Regions from separate parts of the Gasterosteus aculeatus genome. Here region 1 is linked to region 2. A link is a contact called in public Hi-C data. All regions are on one chromosome and are shown on one strand. The core of a region is the stretch at or near the end of the contact, and the rest is flanking DNA. Distances in the headings are between cores, read along the strand shown.

Evidence for each region. Hi-C and Micro-C count contacts between places; a contact is called where the count stands out from the background.
Region 1: a Hi-C map of skeletal muscle shows a contact between it and region 2, with 3 times the contacts expected there. The contact joins the enhancer-like site here to the promoter of LOC120816964 in region 2. A contact is called at or near these places in 2 of 6 Hi-C or Micro-C datasets (both in skeletal muscle).

What each region holds. Positions count from the first base shown.
Region 1 is chr4:9,191,556-9,197,603 of fGasAcu3.hap1.1, reverse strand. It overlaps LOC120817869 (E3 ubiquitin-protein ligase RNF38-like), which reads left to right. Exons shown (of 13, transcript XM_040174500.2): 12 at 127-226; 13 at 807-1,830. The coding sequence ends at 869. Among protein-coding and RNA genes, the nearest start is that of LOC120818406, 6.8 kb to the right of the region's middle. Within about 2 kb of position 2,728, at least 3 of the 9 cell types and tissues checked have open chromatin away from gene starts, as enhancers often do.
Region 2 is chr4:9,133,041-9,139,128 of fGasAcu3.hap1.1, reverse strand. LOC120816964 (neuronal acetylcholine receptor subunit non-alpha-3) reads left to right here and starts at 2,080. Exons shown (of 6, transcript XM_040172663.2): 1 at 2,080-2,389; 2 at 3,531-3,682; 3 at 5,928-5,972. The coding sequence starts at 2,329.

The DNA.
Region 1 (6,048 bases), core at 1,479-3,978, 58 kb before region 2:
GTTTTTTACTATTGATGGAGTTTACAGAATTTTTTCATTTATGTGATTTTCCTCGATGCCCAGTGTGTCATGTAAAAAGTGTTAAACAGCTAAACTGTTTAAATGTCATTACCATTTGTGTTGCAGCTGTGTGGTGTGCATGAGTGATTTTGAGTCCCGCCAGCTGCTGCGAGTCCTTCCCTGCAGCCACGAGTTCCACGGGAAGTGTGTTGACAAGTGGCTACGGGTAACTACAACCCAAGCACATGTAATACATATATCAACACCGGAGTTCATCTGAGGCCAATCACACAATCGCATTCTCACTTCAAGTTGACGCTAATTATGTGACTCAATCTTTCAATTATAGAAGTGTAGTGAGAATCTCCCTCTGCAAGCATCAGGGTTGTGTCTAGATGTTCCTGGATTCAGAACAGAAGAGTCCAACAACACTAAACCTCAGGTTCACCAAAAAAAGGACTCATAAACACTAAGTTCTTTTTGTAAATCATAACGCAGACTTATGATTCAGTGGCATTATGTCATATTCCCAAAGCTTTCTGTGAATTGGGTTACAAATCGATACTAAACAGATAATTGGGGATAGTAGTGGGCAGTTTAGGAAGATAAGGAAGGGAGAAAGGTTTTTATTGTCATTGCTGTTATACAATGAAATTATAAAAACATTACTAATATAAAAAGAGATTAAATGTGTGCGTTTGTTAGATCCCAATGTGCAGGTTTAGGAAGGGGCTTGTTGAGTGATCAACCGAAAGCAAATTTATGATGATTTCATGATCATTTTTGTCCCCTCTCTCTGTCCTCAGGCTAACAGAACGTGTCCCATTTGTCGGGCCGACGCCTCGGAGGTCCAGAGAGACTCGGAGTGACCATGTGAGGGAGACAGCTGCTCCTCCATGTTCGGCATAACCTGCTCCTGATATATTAATACACATGTACGAGCTTACACGCACACACACACACCCCACTTTGTTTTTGTGCAGCACTTTCCGCTTGTTTGTTATCCTTTCGATATTGATCCCTTCTTCCTTATTTTTGAATCTGATCAGAGTCCCTCTTCAGCAGTTATTTGTTCATATGAAAGCAAGCTGCCACATCTCTTTTTTGAATTTCACCATCCATGACCACTATTCTGCTAGTTGTGTGGCATGGATCTGTGTGTGTCTGTGTGTGTTACACGTGCATGCACTATTACCGTGCAAGCGTTGATTCGTCAGCCGTGTAGTGGCTGTGGCACGTGTGTGTGTGTGTGTGTGTGTGTGTGTGTGTGTGTTCTGGATGTCCTGGAGCATGCCTGAGGTTCTGTCGTGCATCAGACAAGGGAAAAGACATGGAAGCATTTTTGCTCTCATGAGTGACTGTCAATCCTTCCGGTTTGTACGTTTATGCACTGTTGATGTTTGTCTATATGCATACTGTGTTAGTGTGTGTTAGACTTTTTTTCTAGTTTGACACTAAGGGTCCATGCTGCCACTATATTTCTCGGTTGCCTATTTGATCCATTTGTTTCAGTAGCTGATTATTATTATTGCTGTCATTATTATTATTATTATTATTATTATTATTACTCAACAATTATAAGTGATTGTTTTCCTGCCTGGCAGTTACCTCATCATTCCGGTTCTGATCATCTTTCATTACAGACGCTTCACGGCACTACTCTGAATTTAAGCACATATATTTTTCTTTTTCTTCCTTTACTTAGTAAAAATGTTTGTCTGTGAATTTGCGGTGGCACATGTGTTACATATATACATATATCTATATATATATATATATACTGTATAAATCTACAAATATCTGTATACCAAATAAAATGCTTGATACAAACTTTTTAAAAGTAGTGTTTTTGTATACATTTTTTTTTATAGCTGCACGTTGGGAGCTAAAGAAATAAGTTGGTTGTGCTGGATCTGGATTTCAGATTTATTTTGGACCTGCAGTGACTCCAAGCCGCCACTAAGCGGCGGTACTGTTGTTCTCTAGACCGGTGGTTCCCAAACTGTTTGGACCACGCACCCCCTTCTACATCCCAATCGGGTTCATGGCCCCCAATCCACTGCTCTTAAAAAGAAAGTCCATTTACAGCTGTATTGAAAATGGACCAATGACAGAACCGTTTGCTCACGCGTGATGTTTGTTTGCCACATTTAGTCCGCTGTTAAATGTTGCAATGTGAACACAGACCGAACAAAAGGGCAACTGCAACATTGTATCCCATTAATTCTGAATCGGGACAAAGTTTCAATAAACTCCAGTTACGTCACTTTAAAGGAGCAATAAGAAGGACGAGGACACACGCGGAGTCTCAGAAACGTGTCAATGAAAAGGGAGGATTCCATCTGAGGATTTCACGCACAGAAAGCGTAAGAGGGAGAAGACGCGAGTATTAACTCCGTTTCTGTCGCCTCGGATTCCTCCGTCTGTCTGTCCGTGTCCTCTCTCGCGACTCATCACTTCAGATGTCCACCCGACCTGTTAGCTGACGTTAGCTGCACAAAATAGGCTCTCGTTATAGGAGGAGCTGAAGTGTATTTATATTTTTAAATTGTAATCTTGCAAAGGGTAGTTTTATAATTCCCGTCGGTGTTTTGTGTAAAATACCTATTGATTTTTTTTTTTTTTACAAATTACATTTAATATGAATTATTACTCCTTCAGACCACCATTACAAGTTTGCTCTCGCGCACCCCCAGCGGTGGGAAACCCCTTTGGGAATCCCTGTTCTGGACCACCATCACTCCGCATCTGCCCGGGTTGTTGTAGGTAGTGGAACTATAATAAAGACGGTGTAAATGTGTGTTTCCTTTCCTGTCTCGTCTAGCAGCACGTGCCTGTAGTCCTGTACCTTCTGTTACTGCAAGTACTAATATAGCATTTACAGCAAAAGGCAGACATCCACTCCAGGCTCTACCGGGTAAATTTGGGCCACATTTCTGGGATCCATCTGCATGGAGCTGCTGGAGGAGCAGACAGCACAAAGGCCCTGGTACTTCACCAGAGGACTTTTAACACGATTTCAAAGTTTGACGTTTCGTGCTTCTAGAAGAAAGAGCTTATTTCAAATATTGAATTGCTTTTTTCAGAGATACCACAGGAACAAAATGCACACAGAGGATAGTAAAGGCTCTAAAAAGCTCAGCCTATATATATTTTAATCACTTCACTGATTTCTTATTCTGTCAAAAAAAAAATGACATAACAACTTGAGATGAGATGCAGGTTGGAGGGGCGGGTTGAACAAACACATCAGTGGTAATACGTAAGGACAAACAGTTTAAAGAAAACACTTAAAAACATTTTTTCACTCTTATCTTGGCACAAATTTGGCGATGGCTTCTTCAATCCTGTTTTGCAGGTGTCAGGTGTCTTCTCACTTGATGCATGCGTTTGACGGTTATTCAGTGTATTTGATATTTCTGAGTTCATGCTTAATTCAATGAGAAACCTCTCGGCTGAGGCTGGATGACTCATGTTCCGCCAGCCTTGTCTTTCTCTCTGGTCGCTTCCGTCTGTCCTCTTTTCCCTTGTGCACCTCTGTCTTTTCTCCCATTGCCTTTTTCCCTTTATTTCCACCCTATGACTTCGGTTCGGTCCGTTCCTTCAGTCTTTGCTCCACTTCTTTCTGCCCTTCTCGTGCTGTTTGTTCTCCCCTGTTTGCCCTTTCCTCCCGTGTGTTTGCTTCTGCATCTGATTTCCTCGCTCTCCCTTCCCCTGCCGTGGTCACCACCCACCCACATTCACCCCGTTTACGCTGCGGAATCGGGACGTTGAAGTGATGGTGAATTTCTGCCTGAAACTGTCGGCCCAATTACTTTTACTCAAATTGTATTTGTCTTCTCTTGTTTTTTTCTCACCACCCCACACCTATCTTCAATGTTATAACCAGGTTTGTATGGGTACACAAGTTAACAAGTTTAAACCCTTTTTACGTGTCTTGTGTTCCAACTTTAACAAAGCTCACATTAAGAATGCTTTGCAAAACGCAGAAATCAAGCTTCACCGGCTCTTCATTTCACATCCCGACTGTGATTTCAGAAATCAGTCAGTTGCAGGTCGAAGAAATGGAAGGAAAAAAAGTTATTCTGTTCTATTTGCAGCATGTACCTTTGCTTTGCTGGTTTATGGCATATTACTTTTGGCTATATGTGTCAAAATGTCCCATCTTCTAAATCTTCTATTGGGGCAAAGTCAAGCTGCTTTGACCAAAAAATAAGTAAATGTTTTACAAATGGTGAAACCCTATTTAGGCACCTTTCTGCAATTTCAAAATAGGTTTAGTCTTCACCTTATATCTAGTTTCTGAAAGGCTTTTAGACCTCAGCTGTCTCTACTGCTCTACATGGCTTCCCACACATTTTTAAGTGTGTGTGTGTGTGTGTGTGTGTGTGTGTGTGTGTTGCGCAGACTCCCCCAAGCTGAAGGGTACATAGATTCTCCATCCTGCTTGTGTATAAAAAGAAAGCGACGGCACCAAGCTCTGCCTGCTTCACTTATATTCACACTTGCACGTGCATGCACGCACCAGGTCCTAGGGGGATAAGGGGGTGAGATGTGGACGAATCCCCTGGGCAGGTTGTTCCCCGTCCATCTCTCCAGGTGAAGTGTGCGGGTATTATTTATTTCACAGGGAATTCCCTCCCTGTGCATAGTGGACGGCATCTGTCAATGTCGTCATGTTCAGAGCTGTCAGCTGACACAAGCACTGTCGAAGGAGAGAGAGAGACAGAGAGAGAGAGAGAGAGAGAAAAGGGGCGGAGAGAGTCACCCAGAAGAGGTGTGTGTGGACAGGCTGAGTGGGAATAGCGCTCTACTAGTGGCTCATTGGGAGTGTCGGGCGTCAGGAGGCTTTCTGTTTGACACGTTCAGTCGGTGAAGACAGGCCGGCTTCAAAGCATAACTGCTGTCCAGGCGGGACCCCCGAGGTCGCCCTCTAACCCTGCGTGAGGATTCCCTCTCCAGACAGCTGCTGTTCAGCAGAAAAGTTCATGACGTCATTTATCAAAGAATAAATACTTTCATTGTTGTCAGTTGGCTTAAATATCTGAGAAAAACTGCAGAGAAATGCTATTGATTTGTACTTTAACTAAGATGCACTCGCTGGGTGGGTAATCTTTTTAGTGTTTTAACCTACCTATTTTTACTGAAAAAGGATTATGAAAGGTAACGGTTATTTCCCTGCTGTTTTGCCACATATCATTTTTCATAGTTTCAAAGGGCATTAGTAGATACCCCTACCCGAGTTCGAACAAAACGATTCATACATCTTTTGAGGCTTGTTGAAAAACTGTTGAACTTGATCAATATATGAACTAAGCCCATAACTTAAAAAGTACAGAGTAGTCATTTTATCCTACTCTGATTCTTTCATACCACAACACTTATTTGGTATATCCAGAAAAACAGCTCCAAAAGTCTACATAAAAAAAAGATACTGATTTTTAAAATACAAATATAGAACTATATATCCACAAATTCTACATACGTAGAAGTGCAAACACGCCTATGTTGCACCAAACGTGACTGATATTCCCGTAGCAGAATCATATTCTGATAGAATCTGCCATATTTTCCATGTTGATCCCTTCTCTCTGGTTATGGTGTTAAGTTAGTTCTCTCCATTGGTGTGATTTTATTTGAGACACTGAAATCTGATGCCGGTCGCTGCGGTGATTCGTTTCATGCGGTGATCTTTTAGTCTGAGGTTTAATTTCAGCCCCTGCAAGTATTGCATTTTAGGCCTTAGAGCAATACTTTTCAAATACATTTTGAAAAAATGGAAAATGATTGGTCTCTGTATCCAAGAAGAGTTGGCCACCGGGTCAGATGGGCCAATATGAGGCACATACGTCACATTCTGACAGTAATGTGCCATAACAACAGAGATCTGCGAGAGCCAGATGGTTTTGGTGCAATTTTTTTTTGTGTATTGTCAGGAGCAGTAGACGGACAAAATGTCCTTCCACAATTACACAAGGTGAGATGCAGGTCATGACGGGTACCTGGTAGTTTAATAGAACAAACGCATTGATGAATAAGACCTGACAC
Region 2 (6,088 bases), core at 831-3,330:
GAGAGAGAGTGTGTCACATTCAGAGAGCGAATAATGACATACAAAAGTGTGCTTCATGCCCGATTAACTTCAAAATGCATGCATAATGTGTGTGTTAGCGTGCGTTAGTCTGTGCGTCTGTATTATGTGTCCTGCATCAACCAAATCCCCAAATTTAAACATGCATCTTTTATTTTTCAGCTTTTAAGATGTCAGCTGCACAGGTTTCTGTATTTGAGAACTCTTTCCAGAAATTGTAGCCTAGTTACTTATAATTCACAGAAAAACCTGAGCAGTTTTTACTGGAATGCGAGAGAAAACTATTCTCTATGAAGTCTGTACTTCCACAGGAACCAGGACGTTTCTTCTTTCAAATTAAGTTCTTCACCACCTTCAAGCAGCACAAACTCATTTGTGTTGGTGGGAGTCATCACTTTCAGAGGTGGATTCTCAAAGCATCTCAACAAGAAACTGAACTATATTGCTACTTTAATCAGGGTTTATGTTAAAAGATTAAAAGATTTTAATTTATAATTTTATTTGCTGTTTTTAATTGTCTTTTAATTCCTGCATTTTATTTAACTTTATTGAATGAAATGTTATAATGTGAAGCACTTTGAGTCTGCCTTGGGTATGAAAAGTGCTATACAAATAAAATTGCCTTGCCTTGCCTTGCCTTATGTCATATGTCAGGTTCTAGTTTTTGGCATGTCCATTTGACATGCACACCTTTTAGGACATGAACTTGGACCTGGAAAAATGTCCCCACTATTATTGATTGTTGAACGGGTTTGCGATGCTGTCTGTGTTTTTCCTTTTTTTTCTCTTCTTTGCGTGTGAATCAGACATAGTTGAGTTTTAGCTACAGTTTTGCTTCATCATGTGTGTTTAAAGGGGGAAAAAGACGAGAACGATAGGAATGAAAGAAACTGGATCAAAAGTGTTACATAACTGTGATGCAGCATTTAGTTGCTCAACCTGCCGCACTGACGACACCAGCACACAAACACTGTAGCCACACTCCCTTCTTTGAGTCTCCCTCAGCTGCACTCTCACATGCTGCGTCTATTGGTGTAATGTATGCAAACAGACCAGGAGATACAACATTCCCCTCATGGCTGACCGAGTGGAGACATCTGGATTTGAGAGTGTGTTCGTTCGCTGATGGGACACAACATGGGCGCACAACCTTAACATATAAGTGTGTGTGTTTCTTCTCAGTGGGCACGTAAAAGGTGAATAGTGCTTGATATCCAGGTTAGGCTAAAGTTTTGAGCGATGCGCTTTTAAATTAGAGCATCATTTATGGTTAACTGACTTTTTCCTGCAGCCAGTTCCGACTTTGACTACGTTGTACTGAAGCATCTGAGTACTTGTGATTTTAGTAGGTCTAATCTCCCAAATAATGTAAGCAAGAGGGAATTTTTAGACAAGGCCTCTCCTGCCATGGCCTGTTTTACAGCGTGTCCCTATCAGCGCTCTCCAGTGGAGGAGCAGAGGCACTGAGACACGCAGCTGATCGCACTACGCATGCAAGTTTAATTATGGGCTGTTACTGGTGGAATTACAGCCCTTATTATACTGAATAAGGTAGTTTTTTTTACCAAGTCTGTGACATCCAGCCTTTGGCAACACAACAGCAATGACGACACATCCCAATGATGTACTCATAGGAAAACATGTAAGTCATTAATGGGAGAGTTCGTCCGAGGGTCAAGCGAAATCTACTCTTAAATAACCTGCAGACTTTCCCGTCTCCCTTTTCATAGTCCTGATCAGGAAAATCATAATATGTATTCACACAGTATAGAAATAGCAACAACACAGAGAAACAAGATAGAGACGTGCGTTACGTTTCTGATTCTGGTGGTTCGATTCCAGGCTGCCACATGTTCCATGTTGAAGTGTCCCTGAGCAAGACACTTAACCCCTAATTGCTCCCCGGGCAAAATGTGAAAAAGCCATGGGTTTAAAGTGTAATGTAAGTCGCTTTGGATAAAAGCGTCTGCTAAATGAAACAGGAAAACAGCCTCACCCGGGCATCCCTCCCCCTCCCGTCTACCCCCCCCCCTCCCCCCCCCCCCCCCCCCCCATCTCCTCCTCCTCCTCCGACCGCCGCTCTCCATCACAGCACACCTACACCGGCCACATGCACCCCGACAGGCGTCCCCCGCTCCGTGTGCAAGTGTAGCAGCGGGACGGCTGGTTTTGCGCACGGTGCGGACCCCGTCTGATGGACACCTCGGTGCCTTCGCCAGCTCGCTGCGTGCGCCGTGGTCCTCCTCTCCAGCTGGACCGGTGGTAGCAGGAGGCTGCGCGAGCGCTCGGTCGGAACTGGAGGACAGCATCATGAAGTGGACCGTCCTCTTCCTCCTCCTCGTATGCCCGCTGTCCCTCGCCGAGATCCACGGTAAGGATACTCCGATGTGTTTTCTAAATTATACATTTATTGTAGGGGAAGGAGGGGGAAGGGGGGGGCAGAGATCGTTTAGCTTTGGAGAGACCATGTACGCAAAACAAAAAGTGCAACCTGCTCAATTCATGTTACTTTATTTACTAAAAAAGATCAAATGTTATCAAAATCATTTCCACTGATTTTAAGCTGCTTCAAGAGCGAATGCAGCGCTGCAGAAAGACGGGAACACAGGTGTCCGATGTCAGTGTCCATCTCTCAGCACCTCTCAGCGAGTCCTTGACAGCTCAGACACAGCTGATACGGGAGAACTAAAATGCCCTTTGGTGTTAGATTTGCTTTGTCACTTTATTCACACATTGATCCGGTCAGACAAAGACAGACATGTGAAGACATGTGAAGCCAGAAGAGAACCCCCCACTCCCCCTCACCACAAACATCAGCTCTCGCACTGGACATCCCTGGGGTCTGACGTCATATCTGCTTGTCTCTCGTCAACATTACTGTCTCCGGCCCTTAAGACATTATATCACCTCAGGCTGACTGCTGACGGCCCAACATATCTGACCCCCGCCCCTCAATGTGTGACACCACAAAGGGTTGCATTATCCAATTCTCCCTTGTAGTGAGATGTAACGCACAGAAAGTTCTGAATGCTTTTATAGATCTCTGCAAATGGCCTTTTTTGGGGGAAGATTAGCTGAATTTGAAGTGGGAAGACAAAGCTAAACTACAATCTTGACAATAAATCCATCTCATTCCAAGCAGTGTTGTGTCCATGGTGCTGAAACATACGTTTTAAGTATGAGGAGGCGAGGAATGAGGACAAAGAAATTCTCACTATTTTAATGTAAAGGAATCAAAGAAAACTCTTAGACCTTTGGCCTATTTTAAAGACAATATCTAACTAGTTTAAAAAAACACATGAAAAATATACTCAACAACAGTGATTAGGAGATAGTTGTTATTTTCTAACATTCTCCACCTAAATGATGGTACAAGTAAAGATTTTGGATTTCTGTCTATTTATTTTGTCTGCAAGAAAGCTTTACTCCAATTAATCCTACTTTATTCCCCAACCAACACAAAGCATTTGTTATCTAATGTTTTTTACTTCACAACCTCCTCTGCATTCCAGCTCCGAGTGAGTTTGTGTCCTTGGCGGAGATGGAGGACGCCCTCATGAGGAACCTTTTCCAAGGGTACCAGCGCTGGGTCAGGCCCATCCAGCACGCCAACGACACCGTCCGGGTGCGCTTTGGACTGAAGATCTCCCAGCTGGTGGATGTGGTGAGAAGACACCTGCAATCACAAGCACATTTCAATGTACAGCATTGACGTACTTAAGGTAGAGAGATGCTCATTTTTAAAAGAGATAGCAGCAGGATCAAAGGCTAACAATGGAATCTATTCCTTGTGATTATTGGATAGAAAAGAGGCGCTGAACTAGGGATTAGTAAATGTATGAGAAATTAGCTACGGCCAAGAACAGTCTTCCCGTCTGAATTGAGCTTCTTTTGTAGTTTGGATCCCACTAGTGGATATAAACTACAAGCACATATTGTGTTTCCCTCAAAACCCTCAAAGTTATTAAATAGCATGGTTATTTTTAATCTATTCTAATGTTAATTATCTGGAGTTAAACTCAACACCATTGACCGTTTATTTAACCTCATTATGACGTGGATGTTAATAGATTAGTAGGTTAATCTATATTTCTTTATAGTCGACAAATAGAATGAAATTACTGAAACCAACAATGATTGAGGTCACAAGAGTCAGTTCTATGTGTGTATTCAAAGCCTTTTTGTATGTCCCATATCAATTTCTATTTTTATCTCAAAACGACACATATGAATGTATGGTCAAAAATGTTTTTCATTACAACAATCATGTGCACTGTAGTGTAATTGGAGTCAATCCAAACTGTCCAACTGTCCAGCAACTCCAAATCTGTAAATAGTCTCCAGAAGTGTAACATTTTACTCCTTTTTAGCTTCATTTTGGTAAAACGTTTAGGGCTCAATTGTTTTACCACATCGTTTAGCATTTGCTTTCAAGTGATTTTGTTAAACAAACCAAAGCAGTCTCGTGTGTATACAGTGAGCAGTTTTTTTACGATTTATTTTGGAATCAGCGGGACTGAGAGCCGCAGACATGGAAGGGAAGCCGAAGAGTGATCACAGTTGAGAACAACAACAAAAACACGGACCGACTCCAGATTTATCCGTCAAAAGAATACAAAGAGCCAACACACATGGAAGAACAGAAAAGAGAACACCGGTTTTCGTCTAACTGAGAACCTCAGTTGGACGGGCTGGTTCTCCCGGGCCGAGCAGTGTCGCTGTCAGTGGGGCTGAAACCAAACGGGCCGCTGGCAGCTTTACAGGGCAGAGCTTTCTGTGGTCCTGAAATAGATCTGGAACACTCTTCACATCCACAACCAAACCGTCTCTGTCTCCGGAGTGGTCCTTTAATATTTCAGAGGCGTGTCTTTGATTGGCTGAGATGGTTGAGGTGTTCAAGGGAAGAAAATGGAGGACTCTAATGGAGGAGCCTCTCCTCGAGGCTTTAAATATTCATCTCGGCCGGTTTGGATTCAACTCCTCGTCCTTTCGGCCAACATTTGTGTTAAAAACAGAAAGATTAAGGTGAATGATTTTTGGAAAGAGAGCTAACCAGAGAAAGAGCAAACGCTCCTCTGTGTCGGTCCCCCGGGCGACTCTGGCTGTGTATTAGATTATGGTTCACCTCTGCTCTGTGTGATCACCAAACCATCAGACTCAGTCTGACAGCTGGGGCCTGGTCTGGATACGACTGAACAGCTCATATTCTCTCAGGTATTTTGCTCTCAGTCTTCCCCCCTGTTTTTCAAACTCACCTCCAGTGATGTGGAAATAAACCAGTGTTAACCACTCTCATGTTTCCATTTCTGTCTTCATCTACTTACCTCCCGCTGCATTCAGCTTCAGGGTTCATTGCACCCAACTCGGTTTCATGTTTCTTTTACTGTTTACAAAGGAAGTGGCAAAGACGGGTCAATTACATTATGTCTAAATTTCATGGCAGGGGAAAAGCATGATTTGTTTATTTTCTACCAAGCTTCTCATATCATCAAACTAATCAAATTGAATATTGTGATGGAAGCACCCAGATCCCATTCCAGAACCTGCAGGAGATTTTCTTACTTTTCGTTTGAGGGATAAACATGTGAACATAACTGATATTGGTAATTTAGATGATCTCAATCTACCAATATCTGCACGCTTTTGACTATTTTGATGTTTACTGTATCATGTTTTTTATGTATCAGAGCCTCACTCCGTCTTTTTCTGTCTTTGTAGATTTTGATCAGAAAATCAAAGAATTGAAAATAATGTTGGGAGCGATTGAAGGTTTTAATTACACGTATTGAATTTTTGTGATGTGTAAACCCTTTCGATTGAATTTCGATAATGTGCCTTCATCTTTGTGATCTCGCTGCAAGGGATCTTTCTCTCCTTTCTAAATATTACGTTGTCTTTGTCCACTTTAGGATGAGAAGAACCAGCTCATGACAACTAACGTTTGGCTGTGGCAGGTGAGCAAGACATAGAAACGAAATGAGACAAAACGCTTTCTATCAATCTTACCATTTGCATCCAAATGTTCCGGGATAATAGTTAAACATACTTAACAGCTTTATAAGACAGAACA